2 separate regions of the Mus musculus genome follow, and region 1 is linked to region 2. A link is a contact called in public HiChIP or PLAC-seq data. All regions are on one chromosome and are shown on one strand. The core of a region is the stretch at or near the end of the contact, and the rest is flanking DNA. Distances in the headings are between cores, read along the strand shown. Region 1 overlaps Auts2 (autism susceptibility candidate 2). Region 2 overlaps Auts2 (autism susceptibility candidate 2).

The links. HiChIP or PLAC-seq counts read pairs in DNA pulled down with a chosen protein or histone mark.
Region 1: a contact with region 2 is called in an H3K4me3 HiChIP or PLAC-seq map of intestinal crypt epithelium, with 7 read pairs. The contact joins two enhancer-like sites. A contact is called at or near these places in 3 of 484 Hi-C or Micro-C datasets (immediate neuronal precursor and nephron progenitors) and 3 of 115 datasets of contacts at active chromatin or transcription factors (differentiating embryonic stem cells, intestinal crypt epithelium and pancreatic cancer cells).

What each region holds. Positions count from the first base shown.
Region 1 is chr5:131,834,692-131,837,682 of GRCm38.p6, reverse strand. The region is part of intron 4 of Auts2 (autism susceptibility candidate 2); the gene reads left to right. Among named protein-coding and RNA genes, the nearest start is that of 4930563F08Rik, 44 kb to the left of the region's middle. Within about 2 kb of position 1,487, at least 14 of the 459 cell types and tissues checked have an H3K27ac peak or open chromatin away from gene starts, as enhancers often do. A contact at or near this core is called in intestinal crypt epithelium, where this site is marked.
Region 2 is chr5:131,731,300-131,734,152 of GRCm38.p6, reverse strand. The region is part of intron 5 of Auts2 (autism susceptibility candidate 2); the gene reads left to right. Among named protein-coding and RNA genes, the nearest start is that of 4930563F08Rik, 150 kb to the left of the region's middle. Within about 2 kb of position 1,357, at least 41 of the 459 cell types and tissues checked have an H3K27ac peak or open chromatin away from gene starts, as enhancers often do. A contact at or near this core is called in intestinal crypt epithelium, where this site is marked.

The sequences.
Region 1 (2,991 bases), core at 238-2,737, 100 kb before region 2:
CGCTCTGTTTTGGATCCTTTTTTTTTTTTTTTTTTAATGGATGTACCCACTCTTCCTCCTTATTTTCTTTTGAGGTTTTTTTAAAAAATATTTTTATTAGGTATTTTCCTCATTTACATTTCCAATGCTATCCCAAAAGTCCCCCATACCCTCCCCCACCCCCACTCCCCTACCCACCCACTCCCACTTTTTGGCCCTGGCATTCCCCTGTACTGGGGCATATAAAGTTTGCAAGTCCAATGGGCCTCTCTTTCCAGTGATGGCCGACTAGGCCATCTTTTGATACATATGCAGCTAGAGTCAAGAGCTCAGGGGTACTGGTTAGTTCATAATGTTGCTTTGGATCTTAACATAACTACACTTTTGTCTTAGTGTAGACACTGGTTTTTCCCACTATTAATTTGGCTTCAAGATGGTCACTTGCATACTTCGAAGAGAATGTAAGTCACTGAGTTCTGGTGTCTTTAGGCCAAGTTCTGTGCTGTATAGATAGAGTTCATCTGCTTTGAAACCTGTAGAATGTCTCTACCAGTACAAGAGTTGTAGAGCAAGTGCCCTTTCCAAACTTCTGTTGGGGGAAAGAGGGGAGGCGTCTCCATGTTCTCCACTCCTGTGTTCCACTCTTCCTTGATAAGCTGGACTGGAAGAACATTCTCTCTCTCTCTCTCTCTCTCTCTCTCTCTCTCTCTCTCTCTGTGTGTGTGTGTGTGTGTGTGTGTGTGTGTGTGTGTGTGTGTACATGCCTGTGTACACTTGCCCATGTAAACATGGATAAAGAGCATAGGCCACGTCAGTACTTTCCTCTATTGCTCTCAACCTTAACTTTTGAGACAGGGTCACTCACTGATCCTGGAATTCAGCCTTTCACCTGGGCTCACTGGCCAGCAAGCCGCCAATTTTCCTGTCTCCATCTCCCACGCTAGACAGAGGCATCCATACCTGACTTCTGCATGAATGCCGGAGATCTTAACTCAGATCCTTATGTGTAACCCCTCAGCCAACCCTAGCCCAGCTAGCCTGCCCTCCCTCCCTCCCTCCCTCCCTCCCCCCTCCCTCCCTCCCTCCCTTCCAATGTATTTGGCATGCCCACAGCTCTCAGGGAAAGTTCATTTCCAAGGACACAGAACTGATCCTGTGTTCAAAGTATTGAGATTTGCTTAGAACAAAGCACACACCCACAGGAGAGGTCTTTTCCTGTGTAAAATCACATGGCTATCAGAGGCTAGAGTTGTTAGAAGTGAGGCTGTTTTTAGGTCCTGTCGGAGGCTGCTGCACTCTGGAGACCAGGCAACCTCAGCGTTTTCCGAGTACCCACATCAACATGGATGTATGTGCCAGGGGTTTACCAGCCTCACCTAGCTTCTTTGTGCTCATGTCCACTATTTCATAAATGAGAATTTCTTTTTGTCCCTTCTCATCTTGAGCCCAGCTTGGCAGTATGGAATGCAGGAAAGGGAACAGCTCACTGCCACTCCCCAGTCGGGCCTTTCAAGAGGCAAGGTTAATGTGTAGCCTGCTTAACAGCCAGTCAATAGCAATATTTGTAACGATCCTCATTACTCTCAGAAGAAAAAATAAAAAAATAAAAAGGAAGAAAGGAAGAAATCAGTTGAGTTAGTGCAGCCTGTGCAGGAACTGAGCTGTGGTCAGAACCCTGACATGTTAAGCTAGACATAGTTTGGCATTGGGGATTTGTTTTCTTTCCTGGGATCTTAAGAATTAGCAACTTCTTGGGGTTAAAGAGGTGGCTCAGTGATTAAGGATACTCGGATACTCGCTGCTCTTTCATACGACTTTGGGTCCCAGCATCTACCACCCTTGCCAGGTGGCTCCCAACCATGTGGAACTCTCTGATCCCCTTTTCTTACCGCCATGGCCACCCGCAGTCATACAAGTATATCCTCTAGTCCACACACATAACATAAGTGAATGAGTCCTTTAAGAAGATGACTACTAAATTCTAAACCGCCTGTTTCTGAATTGCTATAGTAGTCGGTATTATTATTCAAAATTATTCTTTCTATTATGTTTCTATGAGCAATCTATTTGAGGGAGGGTTGGGGGGGGGGAATTACTTTTTGAAACAAGGTTTCTTTGAGTGGTCCTGACTGTCCTGAAACTCACTTTATAGACCAGGCTGGCCTTGAACTCAGAGATCTTCCAGACTCTGCCTCTCAATCACTGGGGTTAAAAACATGTACCACCACACCTGGCATAGTTTAAATTTTTTAAGTACCCAGAAATTACAGACTTAGACCAAATGCCACCATGAACTATAATATTTTCCTAAAAGTATCTTGACTTAAGGGTTTGAGAACGAGAGATACAAGTTTGAAGATATAGACAATTTTGCCTTTTATTGATTAATAATTTTCTTGAATGAGGAAGCACTCAGGTTTCTGTATCGCTTTTGGTTCCTACATCATCACAGGGGGCAATTGTTGCTGCTCCTGAAGACATGAACTAAAAGGATGTATGTCTCTGTCAAATGGAGCGCTAGCGCATCATCATTGGCTGTTATTAGAAGATTTACATGCTGTCATATGAGCTTCTTGTGGATCTCTTACTTCCCTTCTCTTAGCTTCTCAACATAACACAATGAAGCTTGTCTCCTAGAGCATGGCTGCTCACACTTGTTCTGTAAAAAACCAGGTAGTAAATTGTGTGTGTGTGTGCATGTGCACACCTCCTTGTGTATGTATATATGGACAAATGGGTGTCACAGGACAATCTCAGTTTTATCTCCTCTTCAGTTTTTTCATCTTTTTCTTTTCTAAAATTGTTTGACACCCTCATACGTATACATAATAAATTTCAGTCATTTTGACCCTGGGTTTCATCTGTGACTCTGTGGTCGTTTAAGAATGCCTAGCTCGGGGAGTGGTCCTATTTGGAGGTGTGTCCTCATTGGAGTAGGTGTGTCCTCATTGGAGTAGGTGGGTCCTTACTGAAGTAGATGTGTCCTTGTTTGAGTAGGTGTGCCCTTGTTGG
Region 2 (2,853 bases), core at 108-2,607:
TTTTCCCCAGCAATTTTAAAATCCAGTCAAGTTGACGAGATTAACCATCCTGCATATCCGATCCTAGCAGTGATTTAAAAAGAAAAATCTCACAGGAGGGACTGAGAATGGAGCTCAGTTGGTGGAGTGCTTGCCCAGCATACATGAAGCCCTGAGTTCCATCCCCTGCACGACAGAAATCATCAGTGGTGGCCTATACTAGCGATCCCATCATTTAGGAGGGGAGAGAAGGTAGATCAAAAATTAAAGGCATCCTTTGAGACGGAGGATGTTGGGGGCCAGCCTAAGCTACAAGATACCCTGTCGTTGAGAAGCTTCATCATCATCATCATCTCTAATCTCCAAGCATGGTAGACAGACTTCCCATGTGGAAAAAAACTCCACTCAACTCTGTAGCCAAAACTCCAGCCGGTAGGTTCACCTTGGCCACAGCCATCCCCGAGGAATCACCTACCATAAAACAAATTGGCTTCAGGGGACACACCAACCCCCTTTGCACTCTGACATCAAAAGCTCCTCTAATTACAAATAGCACACTAGAGAACGGGGACCAGAGCATTTAAATAAGGCTGATCTAAAGGCTGTGGGCCAAAGAGTTCTCACAGAGGGCACCGTGTAATTAGGTAATCTGACTCACAGGATAAAGTTCACTCTCTCTCACTCCAGTTCCCCCAAGGGCCACCTCCCCCATCTGCTCCCTGTGCCTCTGTCCTTGCAGCTCATAAGCCCCGCCTCCAGAGAGGCTCTGCCAGGGCGGGATGCTTCCACAGGCAGACTTGGGTCCCCGAGGATAAGTCCCCCCTTCTCTTTGTCTTAGAATAATCACAGTCCTCGGTGTCTCCTTAGACATCTGACTTCACAACTGGAGCCAAATGCATATTTCTCCAGAGCTTGGCTTTGAGGGGAGGGTCTGTTATGTGTGTGTGTGATCTGTGTGCGTGTGCATGGGTGTAAAAGTCAGGAGACAACCTTAGGCATCAGCCCTCACTTTCTACCTTCTTTGAAACAGGCTCTTTTTCCTTTGCTGCTGCCTAAGTCAGGATGGCTGGCCTGTAAGCTTGAGAGACTCCCTTGACCTCCCACCACTGCCTCAGCCCACCGGGATTGCAGATGTTCCTGCTATGTACCCAGCTTTTTAATGTGGATTCTGGCGATCCAAACGAACTTGGGTTCTCACACTTGCACAGGCAGCACTACCCACTGAGCAACCTCCCTTCCTCAGACCTTGAGTTTTGAATGCTTTCCTGGTAGTACCGGTTTTGTAACCTTGCAAGAACAGGAGTCACCACCTATCAGAGCATCAAGTGATTTCCACTTCACTCATTCACTGTGTTTGAGGAGAGCTGGGTTTCAGGTTGGTCCAGACAGTTGAAGACCTTTATCACAAATGTGGTTTTACAGCCTTCCGTCACATTTGTTCCTAGCCTTAGGCTCCCCACACATGCAGGAAAATGCTAGACTATCTGGCAGTCCAAGGATCTTCCTGTCTGTGCCTCCTCAAAGCTGAGATTAGAGAACACTGGCTTTTTTATGTGGGTTCTAGGGATGAAACTTAAGTCCCCAAGCCTAAAAGGCAGGCACTTTATCTACAGAGCCTCCTCTAGTTCTTCCTTTGTAATGAAATCTGCCCCACTCCAGAGCTATCTTTTTCCTTACTAAATGATATTGTTTTAAAAACACCTACCTTCCCTCCACCATATTGTGGATTTTTAAAAAAATTAAATTGTGTATATGTGATGTGATATGTGTGTGTGTGTGTGTGTGTGTGTGTGTGTGTGTGTGTGTGTGTTTGCGCACATGCAACCATAGATCAGAAGACCACTTGCATAACTTGGTTCTTTCCTTCTACTGTGTGGGATCCAGAGATGGAACTCCAGTCCTCAGGCTTTGGGATTAAGTGCCTTCACCAGCTGAGCCATCTTGCCAGCTCTGCTTCTGAGCTTTACTCGGGTTCATGCTTTCAGCTCTACCTCTCTGGGCTGCATCCGAACACTTAAGCAGGAGCTAGACAGGCAGCTCAGTGGTCAAGAGTCTTGCTTCTCTTGCAGAGGACCCAGATTCTGTTCCTGGCACACAACATGAATTCCAGCTTCTGGGGATCGAAACCCTCTTCTGACCTCCACGGGTGTGGCACTCATGTGCACATGTCTCTCCCCCCTTCTTAAAAAATTAATAAAGACTGGGGCGGCCATGGTGATTGCCTACAAAGCACTTGGTTTCATACATTTTTTAAAAATTTCCCCAGAGTATCTCATATAGAGGTGCTCAATTATAATGCAGTAATTTGAAGAGAGATAAGCTATCAGTTAATAAACGGCGGTGGCGAGCACCTCCAGGGGGAGCAGGCAGGATAAACGAGACACGCTACCCTCAAGGAATTGATTGTCTAAATGAGAATAAGACAAAGCCCCATGAAGAGTCAACTCATAATCCACCCCCATATAGCATGTGTCTCCAAAAAAGAATAAGTTCAGGTGACCTTGCTTGGATATTTCCATGTATTTTGTATCTCTGTCATCATTCTATAAAGTCTCTGTGTGTGTTTGTGTACACATGCGTGTGTACATGTCTATACAACCAAGCACATGGATGTCAATGGAGGACCTGATATCCTCTTCTATTACTCTGCCTTATTGCCTCGAGCCGGGCTCTCTAACTGAACTAGGATTTAGAGTGGCAACCAGCCTGCCCCTAAGATCCTTATCTCCATTCCTATGTGCTGGAGTTACGATTGTATGCTTAGCTTTTCACTGGAATGCTGGAGATTCGAACACAGGTCTGTATGCCTGCATAGTAAGCACTCTTACCCCTGAGAAATACGTGAGACCCAGTCCCCTTTTCTTGGTTTTCTTT